Linked DNA regions of Mus musculus: all the other regions are linked to region 2. The links are chromatin contacts, called in public HiChIP or PLAC-seq and promoter capture Hi-C maps. All regions are on one chromosome and are shown on one strand. Each heading gives the region's core, a stretch centred on a gene start, on an enhancer-like site or on the middle of the called end of the contact. The rest is flanking DNA. Distances are from core to core; before and after follow the strand shown.

Region 1 (4,115 bases), core at 1,167-3,666, 730 kb after region 2:
TTTGTAAGGTGGGAGTAATAAATGGTGACATCAAACAAGAATAATTATAAAATATAGTTACAGGCTAAAGGTATCCCATTGTTGTCTTTACACCCAATGAGAAACTCTTTTATTTAATTTAGAGACTTATTTTCTTTAGAAATCTATGATCTACCACACAAATATATAATATACAATACTTTGGGGTATTTGATTAAGGTGAGTTTAAATTTCTCTGGGGCAGGGAAAAAACTAGGTATGATTTCAGAGTGCTAATTGTTAATAAATGCTAGTGTTATATGTAGAGGTGTGTTTCAAGGAAGAGAACTAATATCAGGATTGTGCTAGACGAAATAACTGTCGATGAAAACCTGATGTATACATGTAAAACTCAACCTGTTTTTAAAAGATAGAGATGTTAAGAAAACTATCAGTGTGACCTTGACTCGGGCTATACCCATGGACTTCTAAACGGGGGCAAAGCTACATGGAAGTCCTAACTCCCTCTGGCACATACAGAGCCTCTACTGTCTCTGGCTTCTACTAGCCCACTCCAGTCTGAAGACCAAGAAGATCGGGGCTACCAAACAACCTGTAGCCATACTGAGCCCTCCCTGCCTATCACCAAGGATGTTCATTCAGACCCACCAGACATGGCCTCCTGCAAGGAAGGACTACCTGGCTGGATCAGCAGGTGTCTGCACCTAAGTGGGGTCTCACCGTTTTGAGAGGGCCAGCCTTGAAGGTTCTAGAAACCTTATGTACCCTGTACAGAGGATGACCTCAGCTTTCAGGTTTTAGTCTATGATTGGGGTGTTCCCCTCTCTCTCTCTCTCTCTCTCTCTCTCTCTCTGTGTGTGTGTGTGTGTGTATGTGTATGTGTGTGTGTCTCTCTCTCTCTGTGTGTGTCTCTCTGTGTATGTCTCTCTGTCTCTCTCTGTCTCTCTCGATTTCTCTCCCACCCCTACAAAACAGCCACAAGAAAAGTACCTGTTCCACTGGGATCTGTGAGGACTGAGTAAGCCCAGCACAGCAGCTGACATAAAAGAAAGCTCAGGATGCCTAGCATTTGGGGCACGGTGGAGATAGATAGGCAGAGAGAAGCCAGTGTATGTTATCACACAGTAGGTTATTAACCAACGCAGGTGTCTGTAAGACACTTTCCACATGTGAGTAATGATTGAACTTCCAACGACCTGATTAGGAACCTTCACAGATACGGATGAAATGAGGATTCAGAGGGGTTGAGTCCCAGGACACATGATATTGAAAGTAAATGCTAAGAAAACTTCTTACACTTTTGCTCAGCCAAATACCCATTTACCAAATCCTGCCACCATTAGCTACAAGGACTCTCCAGACCAGGCATCTATACAAGGTTGATAGCCTACAATACTCCCTACCAAGAAGCTAGCCCCAAGCAGGGCTCCTTCCTCAGAGCCACTGACTTCAGCTACAAAAAGTTTCCTTATGCCGTCCTGATACCAAATATGCGGTCCTGATACCAAATAGGTGGGGTCTCTCTCTCTCTCTCTCTCTCTCTCTCTCTCTCTCTCTCTCTCTCTCTCTCCCTCTCCCCCCCTCCCACACACACACACGTTGTGCGTTGTGCACTTTCACCCAGTAGGCCACTTCTGTGTTATCCTCAAGTTCTAAAGGCCACCTTGGAGTCCCAGAATGCTGAGCAGGAGCAACGCCCCCTACTCTACTGTGAAGCAAGATCTTCCCTGTGACGCCCCCTCCCCCAAGTGATACCTTGAGTCCCCTTTTCCTCTCCCAGTCTTCTGTCCCAACTCTAGGTTCAGCATGATCTGGGCTTCCAAAAAGCACTAGAGCCTAAGAAGTGGCCAAGTAGAAGCTCTATGCCTAGCACTGGGCCGGTGCACAGCCAGTGCGAGGTTGACAAGGCTGTGCTGAGACCCTTGCGCTACACTCAGCAGGCGCTCAGTGAAGGATAGCAAAAGGAAGGGACGCCCAGGGGATGTGGGGAGTGGCGGCTCCTGTTAGGGAGGCTCTTACCTTCTTCGTTCTCATCAAACACTGGGGGCTTGTGGGAGTGGTTCCCGCCCATATTCCGCCGCTACTGCCGCTACTACATGCCCGGCCTCTCCTTTCGGGATGTCAGATGCAGGATTCTCACAGCGATACGGGATCCAGGATGCTCTTGGGATGCAGTGTGCAGGATGAGAGCCCTGGGATGCAGCCTGGGTGAGAGCAGCCAGCCAGGGTTGTAGCGTGTGTGGAGGGGGCCGATTGCAGGGCAGGGATGGGGACCGTGTGGTCACCCCTCCTCCAGGGTGTCACCCCGCTGCGATCACCGCACCCCCTGAGCCCTCACCCGATTCTCTCCATGACGCACAATACACGGATGGAAACCCGGGGACTCCCTGAGCCCAGACCACCGTGCAGCTCTGCTCACAACGGTGGTGAGGAAAAAGGAGGAGGAAGAGGCGAGAAAGGAGGGTGGGAGGGCGTGCAGCAGGAGGAGGGGGCGTGGACCCGGATCTCAGCCAAGAGTTAGAAGCCACCGCCCCCCACTTCACAGTCGGGTAGGCGGGGACTCCGAGGGAAGGGGCCTCCCTGGAGCTGCTGGGTTCCCGGGACTCCCCACCCGCAGCGTTTGACAGTTCGTATAGACTCAGAACTGCGCTCACCCACTGGCTCCGCCACAGGCTTCTTTGTTTTCCGGGATGTTTAAATGAGTGAAAGGAGGGCCCAGACAATCGATGTCTAATATGTAACCTCTCTCGTTGTACATTAAGAAACTGAGGCCTATGAGGCTGCCGTTTATGTTTAAAAAAAAAAAAAAAAAAAAAAAAAAAAAAAAAAAAAAAGTACGTTTTTTGGAAATTGCCTGTCTGGGTCCTCCGGATTGGGGCAGGGTTCACATCTGGGTCTGGGCTTCTGCAGCAGCTGGGGCGAGCTTGAGGGAGCTGGCGGAGGGACGGGGATTGTCTTTCCAGAGACCAGGATGCCTAAGGACCCTAGGCTTGCTGGGGCCAGAGTGGGCGGCACAAACTCCCCAGGAGGCAGACATTACCTGGCAGCACCGGCTGCTGGCCCAGACTTCCCAGGGTCGGGTTATCTCTGGCCACATCCTGCCACCTGCTGGGCACTGGGAGCCACTGTGAGAAAGCTAAGGCTCTTTTTTGGGTCTTCCAAACCTATTCCCTTCCTTCTGTCCTCTACCCCACCGTGTCCTTTTTGACCAACACAACTTTTAGACTCCACGGGGAGGAAGGGGGAGAAAAAGGAGTCGGCTCCACCCTCACCTGACTGACTTAACTGCTTCTCATCCAATTGGTCTCATCTAGAAGACTACACACACCTGATGTTTGTGTGCCAGTCCTGGGGTTCTCCTCTGTGGTATGGGATGATACCCAGGTTGCTGTAATATGTATAAAAGAAGCAAGAGCGCCTGATGGGAGGTTAATAAAGACAAGCACACGTGTTCCTCCTTGCACCAAAGAGCTTCAGTGGTGTGGCCAAGCTACACCAGATCCAGCATGGCCAAATGCAGAACACAGGAAACACCTCAAGAGTCAGTGGGAGAAATTCAGACAGTGCCAAGTCTTTACCCCATTCTAGGGGTATTATTGTATGAATAAATCGTACAATCTCTTCTGGCCTCAGTCCCTCCATTTGAGCAATGGGACTAATGGCACATCTACCTTCTCAGGGCTCATGTTGGGGAATAAGGGGCTTGATAGTGATCTCTGGAACACAGTGAGCATGGCATGAGTGTGTGCTGTTGCCTTGGATCATGAGTTGCTGTGTGGGCATCTTCTGCCTCCTAGCTCAGGCGAGAGAGGGAGGAGCTCTTAGAAGCTGTGACAGAAAGCTATGTGTTTTGAAGCATTATCACAGAATACTTGGCTGATATGCATTTGAAAGTAATAGCCATATCAGCAAAGATGGTCTCTGTGATTTTGCTGTTAGAAAGGTTCCCAGGATCCTTGGTGATAGGAAAGCCATTTGTCTGCCCCTCCCTGGAAGACCAGAGAGACCGACCTTGAACATCTGCTCCCTCTCCTCTTGGCATTGTTCAGACAATGTTTGCTAATACTTCTAATGGGTCAGGAACTAGAAATGCAGTGGACTAAGACAAGGTATGGCTTCATACCGGAGTGTAGGAG
Region 2 (4,133 bases), core at 252-2,751:
CTCCTATCCATTGCCACTGCATCACCACCAGGGACAAGGACACGTCTGGCATCTGTGTAGTGTTTCGGGGCCAAGATTGAACTAGGTCTCCTATGCGACCAACCCCAAACCTTCTGAAGGCATAAGGGAGGCTGGCACTGGGGTGTTCTACACGCTTGTACCTGGGAAAGAAGGCGAGGGGCATCTCTACCCAATCCTGCCTGTATCTGAGGAGGTCCAAGGAACATTCAGGAAGAAATTGGAACATAAACTCTCTCTAGATTCCTAGTTAGATGAAAAAGTACCTGCGAATGGCATCAGCACCAGAGAGACATAGGTCAACAGGTGAGGGAACTGGGGAGGTAGCCCCTGTGATCGCCATGGCCTTCAAGAGCCTAGGACATGGGTCCGAGTGAGGGTTGGATTCTAGAGAGGAAAGTCCCAGCCAACCACCTGGGGTCTTTGTCCAAGGTGACAGAGGAAGGGCTGCACCTGCTTGCCTGGGGGAGGGGGAGGGAATTGGAGGTGGGAGGAGGGGGTAGAGGTTCATTAGCTCTGTCCATTAGGTGTGTGGTCCTGTCCAGGCCCCAAATCTACTGAGCCTCTGTGTCCAATGGAAACTGTAAGTCCTACCCCTAGGACTAGGGGCCCGAGTACACGGTGGAGGGTGACAGTGTCAGGGAGATAGTTCCAAGAAACTAAAACGCTGTTTTATTGGACTCTCATATAAAGATAACTAACAAAATACGTTGAAAGGACGCAGCTCCATCACACCCAAAAGTGCAGGATCAGATTTTCCAGAAGGCTTCCAGTTCATCTGACCAGAACCTAAGTTCCTCTAGGTGCGGTGCATACCAGAGCTGGGGTCACACAATGGCCAGCAGGTACCTAATAGGGTGGGTAACTATGGGCGGGTCCCAAGGGTTCCTACCTCCTTTTCTGAGGACCAGGAAAGAGAAAGAAACAGACACACGGCTCCTGGGTGGGCTGAGCCCCCACGCGCCCCAGGAATCAGGTCCTTCATGGTCCTGGGTAGGGAGTCCAGGGATGTAGGTCTTGATGGGGCAGCTCTGGAGCGTGGGCAGCCTCTCCGACACGCTGTCCCCATCCGCAGCGCGGTCATGCAGGGAGATTTGCGGGAGTGCCGGGACTCCAGGGCTGAGTGAGAGGCGCACGGCTTGGGCACAACTGGCCCAGTTGGGGCAGTAGACGCCTCGGGCTCCGTGGAGCAGCGAGAGTCCTGGCCTCCAACTTCTAGCAACTTGGAGTGGACTTGGGGCTCTGCCACCCATCAGGGGAAACTGAGGCCGGGAGAGCAGCGCCACCCAGCGCTCCGAAACCCTCCCTGACACTGCGCGCCCAACGCCAAGGCCAAGGCCATGGCACAACGACCCTGAAGAACTTACCGGCCGCAGTGCTGGGCCTCCCAGCCCGCCGCGAAGTTGCTCCGAAACCGCGGAGATTGCAGCGGCCAGCTGAGCAGGCGGAGCGCGCGGCCCTACATTCAGCGCGGCCCCGGGAAAGGGGGCGGGGCCTGGGCGGGGCCTCTGCCACCCTCCATTCCTGCTGCGACCCAGGGAGACTCGGCTCGTTAAGTCGCCGGCAAGCCTGCCAATCACTATGTGCTGTCGCGAATCACGGAGCGCCTCGCCTTGCAGCGACTTGCTCTCTTGGGTCGCCAGGAGGACAGATGGCGGCGAGAGGGCGGGTCTGGCCGGCCCACAGCTTAAGTTTCCGAGTGGACTCGGCCCCGGCCCTGCCCCCTCGCCGCCCCGCCTCCAGGACATCTCTTTCCTGACCCAAGCTTGTAAGCCTGCTGCTTAACAGGTGGTTGGACCCAGGAACAAGTCTCGCGCCACCTTTGGCCCGCCTCTGCATCGTGAGGCCCCATCTTCAGACTTCAGACCGGCTATTACAATACTGACTAAGGTCGCGCACTTCGTGCCAGGCGCCCTAATTCCGACGCATTGAGATACACAGAGGACTCCCCAGTGTAGCAGCGAGTACAAAAAGTGTGTGTGCACGTGCTACCAAGTACTGCCTTAAATGATCAAAACCCAAACCCAAAAGCAGTTCAGCACTCTTTAAAGATTAGCCAGACGATAATGCCAGGCTCAGGCAGTTGGAAGCCCCTCCCCCCTCCTTTTTTTTTTTTTTTTTTTTTTTTTTTTTCCTCAGGAGTGTCTGAGAGGTGTGGTTTGGAGATCAAAACTACAGTCTTGTTTCCGTGCTCCTTCCTTTCCTGAACCGCACATCTCACTGCACCTGCCCCGGTGATCTGCACCAACAGGTCAGGCTGACAGAGACAGCATCACCATCTTATCAGGAGGAGGTTGCTCACTGAACCACTACAACCAAATACTTTGATTCTGCACCTGCTCAGGGTCTAATCTCAAGTACCCCAGCTAGGCTCACAGAGGAAGGAAGCTTATCCCAGCAGAGTGACTCTGTCCTGCCTCCATCTGGGGCCCTTTCAGAAGCAGAGATTTTCAGGTTCACCCCCTAAGTGTGGGGTGGCTGTTTCGGGGCGAGGTGGGGCAAGTTCAAGAAGCAGGAGCACCAGATGGCAGTGGCTTTTTCAGAACTATAGCCTTGCCTTACCAAAACAAGTTGCTAGAGCTGCTGGAGGGGTTACATTAAAAAAAAAAAAAAAAAAACTTCTCCCAATATGGAAAAGGAAACGTGGCCTCTGCCATAGCAATTCACATTTCCATGGTAACTAATTGTCTTAATGCATTTTCTGTTGCTATGACAGAATATCTGGGACTAGGTAATTTGCAAAGGAAAGAAGTTTATTTGGTTCATTGTTCTGGGGGGTGGGAGAAGCCAGGACCAGGCAGCACATGGCAAGGGCCTTGTCCTGCATCAACGTGTGCAGGAAAACAGAGAGAAAGGTGGGTGGCACCAGAAGAGTAGAAAACATAAGGCGCCACTCTTTGTAACTAATTAGATGACAGTAATTAATGCACCCCTCCAAAAGACATCAACACCCTTCATGGCCTAACCACCCATTAAAGGCTCCTCCTCCTCCAAACACTTCACAGCTAGGGACAAATGTCAGCGTCTGCTACTGCTAATGTAAATGTAGTTTAATTGATACATGAAAGTTATACAGGTATGTGGAGTACTGTTTGAGGAGCACACACACACACACACACACACACACACACACACACACACAGAGAGAGAGAGAGAGAGAGAGAGAGAGAGAGAGAGAGAGAGATTTAAATCAGGGTAAACATAGCTCAAGCATTTGTCATCTCTGTGAAGTTTTCCTTCTATTTTTGAGATTCCCAGCACACCACCACAAGCACAGGGCCACTTTATTATGTGACAACCAGAACTTCTCCCTCCTCTGACTCAGTGCCCACCTCCCACCTCTCCCCATCCCACCTCCTGCAAACCACAACTAATCCACACACCTGTCTCCTCCTCCTTCCCTCCCAATTATCTCTTGAGCATTTAAAAGTTCTTTAAAAACAAATTTAGTGAGTTTTTTGGGTTTTTTGGTTTTGCACTCGGCCCACCTACCCTCCGTCTGGGGTGGCTGGGGCTTGGCCCACCCTGAGAATTAGCATCCTGTTCACACTTGCAAGGCTTAGCACAGAGAGGCCTGCACTAGCTGGGCTTTGCAGACTCATTCTTTATGGCCTCTATGAGCATGCATAGCATGGTCATCCACTCCCGCTGGCCACTGTCCAGGAGGTCAAAGCAGCCTGGCTCTCAGGATGCTGTATAAGCTGCCACACCCAGAGGCCAGAATGGGGCAAGTCATGGGAAGGACAGATGGAATAAATCTTCCTGTGGCTAAGGGAAGAGAGGGTCTTATAAAACTGCATCTGACCACTCAGGGGGTCTCAGCATACAGCACCACACTGGCTTCTCCATGGAGCTGAAAAGGAAAAACGAACAAAGTCAAAAGGTAAAAAGTTGGGGGCAGCCATAGGTTTGCCCGAAACCATAGCTCTGTTAATAGTTGGAGACAAGAGGATCCCTCCAGGTTACTAGCCACCAGTCTAGCTCCAGGTTCTGTGGGATACCCTGTCTCAAGGGTATACAGCAGAAAGCAATAGATCAAGACATCTCACCTCCTTCTTTGGCCTCTGTAGCCCCCCCCCCCACACACACTACACATATTACACACATCACACACA
Region 3 (4,030 bases), core at 414-2,913, 520 kb before region 2:
ACCATCTGATACCCGTCCCACTCCAGTCCCCTGCCCTTTTCACGGTTGGTTTGTTCCATCACAACCAAGTGCCATAGACTCAATCCAATTATGTCTCTTGATTTCATTGGTGCTCTAAGTATCCCTTCTCCTCTTACTCGACCCCAGCCCTAATGAATTAACAAATCAGGTCACTTGTCCTACAAAACACCAGTGAACCAGGATTCCTGGAAAGAAACTGTCTGCAAAGGCCAATTGACGGATTAAAGCCTCAATGACTGGAGATGCTGAACCTTGCAGGTGCAGAGCCTAGTTACAATTTATCTTGGGCTATCTTTAGTTCATTAAATAGATTCCCTGCCCCACTCAGTGTCAGACCTAACAGCAGGAAAAGACGATTAAAATCTTGGTAACACAGTAACAAAACTCTAATCTCCACCAAAGGGCTAAGCTTGCTATCAAATAGCATCTGCGGACTACAGCTGAGATTCCCGTTTGCTATAATCACCTACTTAATGTTTTCACTAATATATTTTATGTCTTGAGTTGTGGCTTTCTTTGTTCTGCTACTATGCAAACGTCCTGAAACTGTTTTCACGTTGGAACACAGGTGTCCTAAAACTGTTTCTGGGCCAGTCACTCATAAATGACTCCAGAATAAACTTATTTCCTATGAGGTGAGAGCTGTGCTTTTTGTGTGGACATGCTCTGCCCCACGCCCACGGCGGGCAAAAGGCAGCATGTGCTGGGGAAATGATTTTTAAAAGAGCGAAATTAAATAATAGAATTTTGGTCCCTTTTTTGTTTGTTTGTTTGGTTGGTTTGGTTTGGTTTGTTTTACGAGACAAAATTTCTCTGTGTAGCTCTGGCTGACCTGGAACTCACTCTGTAGACCAGGCTGGCCTAGAACTCAAGAGATCCGCCGAGAGCACACACAAGCCGTAGTCCACGGACGAAGCGTTCTGTCTCGAGATTTGCGGGAGCCGGGGGGAGGAAGGAAGAAGCTGCACATACCTAGACAGGACAGAAAACGTCCTCCGACAACTCTCAGCTCTGCGACCTCCCCCATAGCAGTGACCAAACATCAGCACCCATATTTTCGAAGCTCTCCTGCACACACTGCTGTTAGTTTTTTTTTTTCTTATGTTGCGTTCTGAGAAAATTGGAGGTGGCCGAAAGTACAAAATCAAGTAACGCTCATCGGGCCGTCCACAGCCAGCCTGTTGACACAACGCGCTTGCGGCATAGTAGAGATGGGGTCCGTCCCTTCCCGGGACACCCACGTTCCGCCCGCAGAAGGTAGCAGGAGCCTAAAGCGAGCACCAGTCACTTGGCACGAGTTCCCGGGTCCCCGCCTAGCGCTCGCCGCCTTCTGCCCGCCCTGACGCTCTTCCTCTTCATTGGCTGTCCCCTGGCGCGACCACGCCCACAGAAGCTCCATTTTCCTCCACTCCTCCCACCTCACCTTTCACCTCCTCACCTTCCGGGGCTCCCAGAAGCCTCAGTCTCCGCCCACCGGAGAAGGAGGAAACAGAATTCCGTCATGACTCGTAATTATTGGTGGAAATGGTCTGTCCATCAGAACAACAGCGGTCACGGATTAGCTAAAAAGCAGCAGTAGGTGGGAAAACCGGTGTAAGGGGCGTCCGCGCATGCTCAGTGTGGGCGCAGTGACGCGACCTCGGGGGCAGTCATGGCGGCTCGGTGTGTGAGGCTGGCGCGCCGCAGCCTCCCGGCTTTGGCACTGTCGTTCAGGTAAGAGAGCTTCACTCCTCTGCGTCGGCCTCACTCACGGCCGAGAGCTCTGGTGGGGGGTTTAGCGGCAGGACTGGTCCCCGCAGGCGGTGCCCGTGCACCCTGAAGTCACATCCTCACCATCGAGTCCCTGTGCCTGTTCTCAACGCGCGGCTGTCCTGGTGTTTACTGTGCGGCACTGCGCGAACTGGGCTCAAGAGACGAGAAGTGGGGACGCTGGGGCGTAAATGCGGGGATCTGGGTGATGCGTCAGGTGGAAGGCTCCGCCATTTGTTTGTCTGGTGACACACGGCACTCTCTCGGGCATAGGGGCACCACCCCTCCTGGAATTGCAAAAGTCAAGCTTAGAAGCGGGAGACTTGCCCAAGGTCAGGCAGCCAGGCAGAAGCCCGCCCGACCAGGGGCTGGGGTTGCTAATCCCTAATCCAGTCCAGGATGTGTACTGCCTGGTTTGTGGGCTTTTTCCACTCACATTCCTTCCCCCACTTTTGCCCTCCGCGGAATGTGAGGTCCAAGGAGCAAGAAAGCCAGTGTGTGTGCAGTTTATTTAGACAATGCCCATTTTTGCCATCTTTACTTTTACCCGTGGCTTCAGGTTTTTGAGTCGCATCTCCAAAGTTAGGCTCAGTATCTTTAGCTTGTTCCCTGCTAGGACCAAGTTTTTGGTTGATTAAAAAAAGAGAGACTTTGCCTGAGTCTTATGGAAACGGAGTGAACGGGAGCTGGCCTTTTCAGCGGGTGAGAGTGAGCAGGCGGATGATCTCGTACTTGTGACTAAAAGATGAAAACAGGTCTATGTTGTGCAAAGCAGGGAGGAGTCTGAAGTATTCCGGGGGAAGCACTTCCTATTTGTGGTGCTCTGTTTAGAGTTGACAGGAAAGAACCCCCATTTCCCATCCCATCCGGCCCTGTCCCATCCCCCAGCTTGGTTCATGTCTATCTCTGAAATTGTGGTTTTGAAGAAAGATGCTCTAGTAGGAAGTCATAACTCCACAGTATCCCATAAGCTTGGCTTCCCTCTTTCCTCCGAGACATAGCCCTAGGAATTCCTGCCCTGAAAGGATCTATACAGCAAAACTGATCTGCTGAAAGGCTGTGGTGGTCACTCCTAGGGGTGGAAATAATTCATAGTGAAGGCAGCCTTCACATTTTGTAGGTTTTTATATTCTTAGCATAATTTTGCTTCTCAGAATTAATTACTGATCTTTCTTTTTTAAACTTACGTGTGTGGATGTTTTGCTTGTATGTGTATGTCCATGTGTATGCCAAGTGCCTTCAGAGTTCAGAAAAGTGTCAGATACCCTGGAACTCTTAGAGTTAGGTAGTTGTTAGCTGGGAATCAAAGTCAGGTCTTCCACAAGAGGAACATGCTCTCAACCACTGAGCCCAACTCTCCAGCCCAGATTCTTAGACTTTTTAAAAGCGTGAAAGTAAAAATAAAATTAAAAGATCACTGCTGGAGCCAGAGAGAGATGGATGGGGCTCATTGGTTATACACTGGCTGCTTTTGTGGAGGACCCAGGTTTAATTCCCATCATCCACACTGGGTAGGTCAGCCACCTGTAACTCCAGCCCCAGAGATCCCACACCTCTTCTGGCTGCCTCTTCAGACTCACTTCCAGGACTCCTTTGGACTTCTCTTCCCATTTCCTCTGCATACACTCCCACTTTCATCTCTCTGTCCAAGTGATTCCCAGTTCCTGAGATGTATCTCTCTTACCCACCCTACTCTGTAACTCACCTGGGCCTGCTGTGGACCTGTGCACAAGAGCACACACTGTAATCCCAGGACTCAGCACCTGGGAGACTGAGGCTAGAGGATTGCAAGTTTATTGCCAGACTCAATCTCTGAATAAACAAATACATCAGAAAAGAAAACTAGGAGCTGGAGAGAAGTCTCAGTGGCTGAGAGCGCTTGCTGCTCTTGTAGAGGACCTAAGTTTAGTTCCTAGCATCCACACTGGGACAGATCACAACTGCCTGCAGTTCCAGCTCCAGAGTATCCAGTGGTTTTTGGCTTTCATAGGCACCCAAACTTATGTGGCATATACTTACACAGACACACACAGACAAACTTATGTGGCATATACTTACACAGACACACACATATAAACTTATGTGGCATATACTTACACAGACACACACATATAAACTTATGTGGCATATACTTACACAGACACACACATATAAACTTATGTGGCATATACTTACACAGACACACACATACAAACTTATGTGGCACATACTTACACAGACACACACACACATACAAATTTATGTGGCACATACTTAACAC

What was found. Promoter capture Hi-C pulls out the DNA fragments that hold promoters and counts their contacts. HiChIP or PLAC-seq counts read pairs in DNA pulled down with a chosen protein or histone mark.
Region 1: an H3K4me3 HiChIP or PLAC-seq map of craniofacial prominence shows a contact between it and region 2, with 6 times the contacts expected there. The contact joins the promoter of Stk32b here to the promoter of Wfs1 in region 2. A contact is called at or near these places in 1 of 39 promoter capture datasets (frontonasal cranial neural crest) and 1 of 115 datasets of contacts at active chromatin or transcription factors (craniofacial prominence).
Region 3: a promoter capture Hi-C map of liver shows a contact between it and region 2, with 3 times the contacts expected there. The contact joins the promoter of Grpel1 here to the promoter of Wfs1 in region 2. A contact is called at or near these places in 3 of 39 promoter capture datasets (hippocampal neurons, liver and pre-B cells), 1 of 484 Hi-C or Micro-C datasets (embryonic stem cells), 1 of 115 datasets of contacts at active chromatin or transcription factors (memory CD8 T cells) and 2 of 9 other capture datasets (adipose tissue and liver).

What each region holds. Positions count from the first base shown.
Region 1 is chr5:37,714,737-37,718,851 of GRCm38.p6, forward strand. Stk32b (serine/threonine kinase 32B) reads right to left here and starts at 2,417. Exons shown (of 12, transcript NM_022416.2): 1 at 1,999-2,417. The coding sequence starts at 2,050.
Region 2 is chr5:36,987,481-36,991,613 of GRCm38.p6, forward strand. It overlaps Wfs1 (wolframin ER transmembrane glycoprotein), which reads right to left and starts at 1,502. Exons shown (of 8, transcript NM_011716.2): 1 at 1,386-1,502.
Region 3 is chr5:36,463,522-36,467,551 of GRCm38.p6, forward strand. It overlaps Grpel1 (GrpE-like 1, mitochondrial), which reads left to right and starts at 1,664. Exons shown (of 4, transcript NM_024478.2): 1 at 1,664-1,734. The coding sequence starts at 1,673. 2210406O10Rik (RIKEN cDNA 2210406O10 gene) reads right to left here and starts at 1,333. Exons shown (of 3, transcript NR_126488.1): 1 at 994-1,333.